Linked DNA regions of Acanthopagrus latus: region 1 is linked to region 2. The links are chromatin contacts, called in public Hi-C maps. All regions are on one chromosome and are shown on one strand. The core of a region is the stretch at or near the end of the contact, and the rest is flanking DNA. Distances in the headings are between cores, read along the strand shown.

The links. A called contact is a pair of places that touch in the nucleus more often than the background predicts.
Region 1: a Hi-C map of muscle shows a contact between it and region 2, with 2.9 times the contacts expected there. The contact joins the promoter of pdpr here to the promoter of glo1 in region 2. A contact is called at or near these places in 2 of 4 Hi-C or Micro-C datasets (both in muscle).

What each region holds. Positions count from the first base shown.
Region 1 is chr4:2,619,166-2,623,478 of fAcaLat1.1, forward strand. pdpr (pyruvate dehydrogenase phosphatase regulatory subunit, mitochondrial) reads left to right here and starts at 1,513. Exons shown (of 18, transcript XM_037094935.1): 1 at 1,513-1,648; 2 at 2,338-2,611; 3 at 2,843-2,976; 4 at 3,442-3,523; 5 at 3,800-3,963; 6 at 4,158-4,279. The coding sequence starts at 2,349.
Region 2 is chr4:2,475,781-2,479,748 of fAcaLat1.1, forward strand. It overlaps glo1 (lactoylglutathione lyase), which reads right to left and starts at 1,294. Exons shown (of 6, transcript XM_037096726.1): 1 at 1,119-1,294. The coding sequence starts at 1,187. eprs1 (bifunctional glutamate/proline--tRNA ligase) reads right to left here. Exons shown (of 35, transcript XM_037094983.1): 33 at 3,889-3,967; 34 at 3,734-3,798; 35 at 2,478-3,543. The coding sequence ends at 3,393.

The DNA.
Region 1 (4,313 bases), core at 263-2,762, 140 kb after region 2:
AAATGAATAAAAACAATTAGTGGCAACTGTTTAAACCTTTATAATAATTTTATGTGAAACATTATCATTATTATGCTTCTGTACTGGCGATTACCGTGGCTTGCCTTCTGTCCATCCAGTCTTTCTGAACGTGATATCTCAAGCACATCCTGAGGGAATTTCTTCAAATATGGCACAAACATGGCAAAATGGTAAGGCTACTAAAATGTATATTATTAACAACTGAGAACCTGTTACAAATATGATGTCAAGTGGAATCTGCCATGATGTGTCTTTACCTCAGACAACAGGCAACTTGACATCTTGACAAAAAAAAAAAAAAAATCACTGAAACACTCAAAATAATCTCTGCACAAACAACACACACACACACACACACACACACACACACACACACACACACACACACACACACACACACACACACACACACACACACACACACACACACACACCAGTACCAGCTGTCCTCTGCTGCCCCTCAGTGGTCAGTCCTACACATGCCTGACTGAAAAAACACTAATAAACCCACTGATCTATCTCCACATTCCCAACCTAATGTCACCACTACTACATATTGTTGTTTTGAAGCATGTCAATTCTTCTTTGGTAGCATTCTTTGATATATGGTTACTGATGAAGCTCAGTTTGTCCACTTAACTTGAAGGAAATACCTCTCAGGCAAACTGCAAGAGAATAATTGAAGATCTATTAAAAATACTGTTTTTTTGTGTAAATGTTATATTTGCTCTTAATCGTCTCTTAATAAGGACCAAGCCTAGTTCAAAACATTTTTGTAAATATATTTTTAAAGTGTATTTCTTCTTCCTTCCATATTATTATCCTCCCAGTTTAGATACTTGTCAACAAGTGTTTGAAAAATTGAGAAACTCTCGTCATCACCTGGACTCTAGCCTTAGTTCTGAGAGTGGTTTGGCGAGAATACCTTTTGGCCTGTTGGGCTCCACTAATTATAAGAAGTTTTCCATTGGTACATTTCTTACAATAAAATACCAGTAAACTATATATATCAACTAGACTTACATTAACATCAGCAACTAGAGGACAAGGTTAACCCCAAGAGTCTCTGTAACTGTATAATCACCTGAAGAGATCAGTCAAATAATTGAGGAGGTCCCAATTTTCCATAGATATGTCAAAATAAAGTTTTGTTCAAAATTTGGTAAACTGGCTTTAAAAGATGAATGAGAGAATTGTATAGTGGCACATAGAATATGATGCAAACAGAAAATAGGCCCACTTAATCTCAAAAAGGCCTACAACTTTAGGACATAGAGTCATCATGAGTGCATCATGTATTAGTTTAAACCTCTTTAAATGTATGACATTAACGTATGAATTCAAATCAGGCTAGTGAAGTGAGAAGTGTTTCTAATTCAAACTAGATCAGTGAATGTATTCACCACACGTTAATTGACTGTGAGGTGATCCTACATTCTACTATCCTACATTACAGTCAAAAGGACCTTACTTTGAAGGTTTGGACCGGAAGTGCCTGTTGTGATTGACGTTAGTTTGACATTGGTACTGACTGCTGTAGCCAAACAAGACTTTCTGTCATATCACTCAGTCACTGGTATTCACTTCTGTCCTTTAAATACCACGACGCCTGGACTCGGTTGATTCGGTGAGTTGCACGTCGCTGTAAACAATGAAAGAAGAACCACGGAGGAAAAGTTTGCGAAGGCGGTTTCCCGGCAGAAGTCAGAAAACATTTACAGTAGCTAGCTTACTGATAGCTTAAGCTACGCAGGCTAGCTGCTTCTACCACCAACGGCACCTTTAACTTGAGAAACTCGAAAGACACGAAATGTCACCAAACCTTTGCGGAACTTTGGAAAAGTACAGTTCTGTTCAAGCTGTTGACCCCAAAGATAAAGTTTGAGGGTGGTTTACAAAGGTACTAACGCATTATAACCCAACGTTAAAGCTAGCTATGTTGCTAAAGGTCCAGCGTTAACTGTTAACTGCGGCGATGCTTAAGAGCTAACAAGTATGGAACGCCAGGTTATATATAATATAATTGACCGCCGAAGGACTTTTGTGAGATAACCTTGCTGGCTTACTAGGCCCCGTCTTCGTTGCAAAGTGTTGAATATTGTGCATAACGACTTTACAGAAACTTGCTGAATTGCATTCGTAGACCCAATTAAACTAAAGCCGAAGAAAGGACAGCACTTTGTCATCTTGAAATCTTATAGAAATTAGATGTGTTGGTGTTGACATTTTACCTATCCTGTAGTAACCTTGAATTCTTGAATACATACATGACCCGTAGGTGAGGTTGTGCATCTGTTTGTGTGTTTATGGCTGCAGGAAGCACAGCTATGTGCAGCTGTGTGCGGAGCTCCAGGGCTCTGTCCCCTGTCCTGCTCCCCCGGCTGCTGCACCCCCAGACGGGCTACAGATTAGCTGGCAGGAGCCTCTGGACCACCCCCCACTGTATGGCTGTCAGTGGAGACTCCCAGCTGCTCCCACTGCCCAGCCAGGCCCGTGTGGTGATATGTGGAGGGGGTGTTGTGGGGACATCAGTCGCCTACCACCTGGCCAAAATGGGCTGGACTGATATAGTGCTGCTGGAGCAGGGCAGGTGAGATTATGTGTTTAATTCATTTACCAGGAATGACTGACATGTTGTGAATCCTCTCAAGCACAGCAGTGTCTGCTCAGCCACCAACCCTGACTTGTGACTTCCCTGTTTTTTGGACAAATAAAGGCCGTTTCTACATTTGGAGTCAGAGGAGGCTCAGTGAAAAAAGAGATGTTGATTGGATATTGCTTTGCTAATGCTGTATTGCTTGCCCCGTTATCTTGTTGGCAGACTTGGTGCAGGAACAACCAGACTATGTGCTGGCATTGTCAGTGTGGCCAAGCCTATTTCCATTGAGTGTCAAATGGCAAACTACTCCAATAGCCTTTACCAGCAGCTGGAGGAACAGACTGGGGTCAAAACAGGTCAGCCACTGGAACATATTTTGCTTTCATTTGTATTTCACTTATTCTGATGCTATTCATGAAGACGACTGTTTTTTCGATATGACTACTACTTGTATCCTTACTGCTGAGAAACTTTCAAAGAAATTTTTCCAGATGCAGATTAATGATCTATTCTATTACCATTTCTAATTTTATCTCCCCAGGGGATATTCAGGCAGTAAAGCAAACCATTGCGTCATGGTCATAACAATTTTAGTGCTGTAAATCATACAGTAAGGCAGCTTAATCATTTGCACGACATGCACTGCTAGTCAAGGTATCACGAGATTTGCCTCGCTGAATACCTCCCATATGTTTTGTCTTTTTACAAATCTAGAATGATAACTCCCCTAGAGTGTTGTTATGGCTTTACTCTGTATTTTAGCTTTGAGCAGTTTGAGATCTGCTGAGTCACATAATATGTGGTTTGCGAATGTGTTTCAGGGTATGTAAAGACGGGGTCTTTGTGTCTGGCCCAAAATCAGGATCGCTTCATCTCTCTGAAGCGGCTGGCATCCCGACTGAAGTAAGACCTGGAAACCTTACTTTGATATTTATAAAATATACATTGACTCTGAGTTGGCCACTGCAGGACGTTCATTTGTGCCTGGTGGTGGCATGATTCTGCAAGGTCATAGCTCAAACATATCAACTTAGAAGGCTTACTTTTATTATGTGTCTGTACATTTCATCTCTGGTTTATTCAGATAAAAAGGTTCAGAGTTGTGGAAACAGTTTATACACAGGGCATTTTGAGTATTAACTCTGGCCTTCATCTTTATCTTTTTCACCAAATGGTAAGGGTGATGGGGATCAGCTGTAACATCATTAAGCCTAAAGAAATAGCCAAACTCCATCCTCTTGTCAACATTCATGACCTGGTGGGGGCACTCCACCTGCCTGCAGACGCTGTGGTCTCTCCACCTGATGTTAACCACGCCCTGGCTGTGGCTGCTGCTGGACATGGTAAGAGACTCAAACTCGCAACTTCTGACTGAACATTAATGTACTATCGTACCAACATACTTTGACAAGTAATATATTAACTCAAACCTTTGTCCCTCTGATTCTCCTCCTCTTCACTGGCATCTTCTTCCATTCTCCTCCCTTTTCTCCTTTTTCTTCCTCCTACATCTCCTTATCTTCCTCATCCAATCCAGGCGTTCAGATCTTGGAGCGAACCACTGTTCAGCAGGTTTTGGTAGAGAAGGGTCAAGTGCTGGCAGTTGAGACTGACCGTGGCTCCATTGAGTGTGAATATTTCGTCAACTGTGCTGGACAGGTAAATCTCGAGTGGGATTGTGGGATATAAATCG
Region 2 (3,968 bases), core at 44-2,543:
GGAGTTATCTCTGTGGCGACTGCTGGTTCCCCTTTCCTGTGCCCTTCCTCCAACCATGCCAGGTTTTAACTGAACAAAAAACTGAGCCTGACTAATACTGGATTAAAGGGGCCTGAGCCTAATTAAATAAACACACAGCACATTTTTTGCAACAATCCTTCATAACCATGATATGGTTATCAAACACTAGATAACAAGGTAGAATATTGTTCGGTTTAACAAGAAAATTTAGCGTCCAAAACGACATCAGTGCATTGAAACAGTTGATTTTACTTGGAATTCAACAATTAAAAAGACCCCACACATCCTTTTTTCTGCATTATTGAACAATATAGTGTCTATAAAGGATTTTGATAGACCAACATATATATCACACATCCACAGACATTCACTCTGATGCAGCATAACCCATTTTGTAAGCACATTCATGACTTTTGGCAGAGCCTCAAAAGCTAAACAGGCCTTTAGTCAGTATCTGTGAGAACGTGGAAAACTTTGTGCAGACAAACAGCAGAAATCATGCTGCAAGACAGGTGTGAGAGATGTCTATACATCCACTATTACATAACAATGTATTACTCAGAAATGCATGCATATATTTACACACAGCAGTAGCACAGAGGGAATGTTGTGTCGGTCTGTGCTTGTGTTAGCCTGCTGGACATGTTAGCTCCAGCAGCTTATGCTTGCACCACTGCCCACATTAGCCTCTTCCAGTCTCGCAGCGGCGTGTATCTCAGGTGTGACCGCGCCTAACATACCTGACGCTAACTTACCTACACTTCTTACGTTACTTCCTCTACGTAGGCGTTCACCGCACCAACTTTGGACTGAGTTTATTTCCACGCCACAAAGTTGGACTGAGAGTTTGCTAGCTTACACCAACCGCTAGCAAAAAAACAACATACACTTGATACGTGAGATAATTATGTGGCGGGTGTGGTGACATAATTATCTCACGTATAAAGTGTCTGGTGATTAGCATGTTAAACCTAATGAACTAATGTACCTGCGTGTCTCGATAATGGACGCATAGCTTGTGAACCTGCCTGGGGGACGGTGGCCCGTCGGGTTTAACAGTGTATGCTAACAGTTTAGCTCAAGTTCAACAGCCTTACCTTCGTACTCGGACATCCATCTTTACAAGCTGCCGCGGCCGCCTCGTCTGACAGACCCTTGTCGCTCATTTTAGCTTACAGACAGCGTACAGCAGGACCGCGACTCGGCCGGGTGGACTGACAGGGAGTGGGACCCAAACTGAGGGAGTCTTACATGGAGACACTTCCGGTACTGGGATTTTCAAAGTAAAGGCGCATCGCGTGCAAGGATTACAAGACAACACTGGTGGCCACTTTACTATTAAGATTGATGTTGCATGTAAAACAACAAAAAAAAAACTGGTTATTAATTACAGGATTACACTTCATTAAGCTTTAATGATCCACTTGGAGAAATATATCAACAGCAAGAATAGACAGCCATGAATAAATCCACTACAGATGATCATAACAGCAAACAGTAATATAAACAGAAATATATTTAATCAGCCTACCACTATGAGAACGCTTAATTTTCTATGGTGACTGAGCAAAACACCTTCATAAGACTAGCACTAACATCCAGCATCATTTAGGATGTACTGTGATATGTTGTGAATTGGTGCCGGTGGCCCCTCCCGACAGGGAGTCTGCATCAATAATACAATGACAGATTTCTTGCAATGATTTTGCACTGAAGGAAAAGGTGTAAATAAAGTGTTTTAAGCCCCATTCATCCCTTGTCTGTATGAAAGATTACTCTTTTTTTCCCAGGTTGTGTGTGGCCCTCTATCAATAAAGCCGGCCCCAACCTAGCCCCCTTATTAAAATTGGTCTAGAACTGGCTCTGCTGTGAATGGTACACAGTGGGTTAAAATCTAAAAATCTAAGCCTGATTGGTAAATTATCCTGACACCAATGGTCGGGCATAATTTAAAGATTCAACATCTTTCATCCATCCTCAAACCCCTCTACTTCTACCTCACTATATAATGAAGTAAGACTTAATGCAGAGGACCACCATCATTTTATCAGCCTCTTCCTGTTTTCAGGCTGTAATTTTCACATGTATCCACCTCAAAGAATCTTGTGAACAAACTCTGCTTTTAGAAGCGACTGCATACGAGGACATGTTGGGAAAAGATTTTTGTGCACTGCACTTAAACTGGAACGCAAGTTAATCAGCCGCACACCCAAAGTTTTATTTTGAAAATAAAGACAGGCAGCCCCTTTTTTTCCTTTTTTTGGAAATACTTTGTTCAATATTATGTAACCAAGGAATTTGGCCTAATGCACCACAGTTACTGGGTTTTTTGTTACACCTATACAGTGACACTGTATTAAGTCATATCAGAGTGTTCAGTATGACACTTGGTTGTGTTGTTTGGTAAATGCGTTTCAGTTCTATGTGTTTAAGGGTACAGAAACAACACGGGACAGTTGGCCATGGAAATGACTTTATTTTAGACAAGTTGGAGAGTTCTTTAATGGGAGAGAAGTGACAGAAGGCCATATTACAGGCTATTAAGTGTACACAGCTCATCAAAGCCATCAACAGTCGGCTCCCAGGAATTCGTACTAAGCTGTGAACCACTAGCCACTAATAATACAGAGAGAGGAGGGCTGATAATAACATACCAACTACAAGCCTGAGGACCTGCAGAGTTCCTGAGACAGTTTGGCTGCCAGAGATGGGACTTCCAGCGGGCAAGGAGTACTTCATCCTCTATACTTTCATTGATATTTGCTTTTTTGGAGGCTTTCCTGATTTCAAAAAGGCCCAAACCAACTAAATTCATAACTGACAGAAACTTAAAAATATGTAAATCAGATTTTTTTTCCTTCTTCAAAGTGTTAAGCATGGGGTAAATAAATGTTTTAATTCAGAAGTGGTTTCCATGTTAGAACCAGCTGCTTTTACCATTTTACTTTCCATGTTTTGAAAGGACTCCGAAAGATGACTCATCACCTACCAGACATGGCAAAGATTTAATACTTGCCTGGTTTCTGGTGGCATTTCACATCCTAACACAACACACAGCTGGAGAGTGAGTGTTCTTTGACATGGCCTTCACAAAGTAAGCAGCACTACAAACATTTTCATTTCAACAGAATATAAAAGTAACAGAAGAAGAAAATTATTTCTTTCACCTCAACTTTCTTCAGATGCATTATAACAATGTTAACGTATGTTAGAAAAAAAAAATATATTCCTATTCCCACAGTGCAGTCACCTCCACACCCATATTAACCTAGACACCCACAACAGATCAGACAACAAGAAATAGATGAGAAAATGTACTGAAGCCCTTTTTCACTGCGATGTTCATCCTCGTGCTCTGGCAGGGCAGGTCTTTAGTAACTGCGTCCAAACAGGGTGTAGTACTGAGCCGGCTCTTTGCCACTGACACACATCTGACCAGGCTGCAGCGTCTTCAGGGGAGAGAAGGGGATACAGAGGCTCTTGGCTCCCATGGACGGAGCTCCAGGCTCCAGGTCCTGGTCCCTACAGGGGCAAAAGCACAACAATGTCTTTACTGGCTGAAATCACAGCACTCAAGGCAAAATCAGGGAAAACTGGGCAAGAATAACTAATACTTACGAACCTAGTCTGCATCAAATTTAGGACGCACAACATCTTATTTGTTCTATCAAAGCACTAACTACCATGTCATAGAATGACCTGTCACACGTACTTGGCAGTGGTTTTCTTGATCCATTCCTCGCACTGAATTCCTCCACAGAACGGGATCTGGACAATCTGTCAAGCAGGACAAATGTATCATCAATCATTTATTCAAGTGAGGACAGATAACGAATTGTGTTGCACTGTGTGGGTTATGTTACTCACCTTTCCCTGGTCCAACTCTTTCTGGAACTGTTCCATTGTGTCCGCAGCCAACATGTTAGATTTCAAGTCATCTGAAGCTC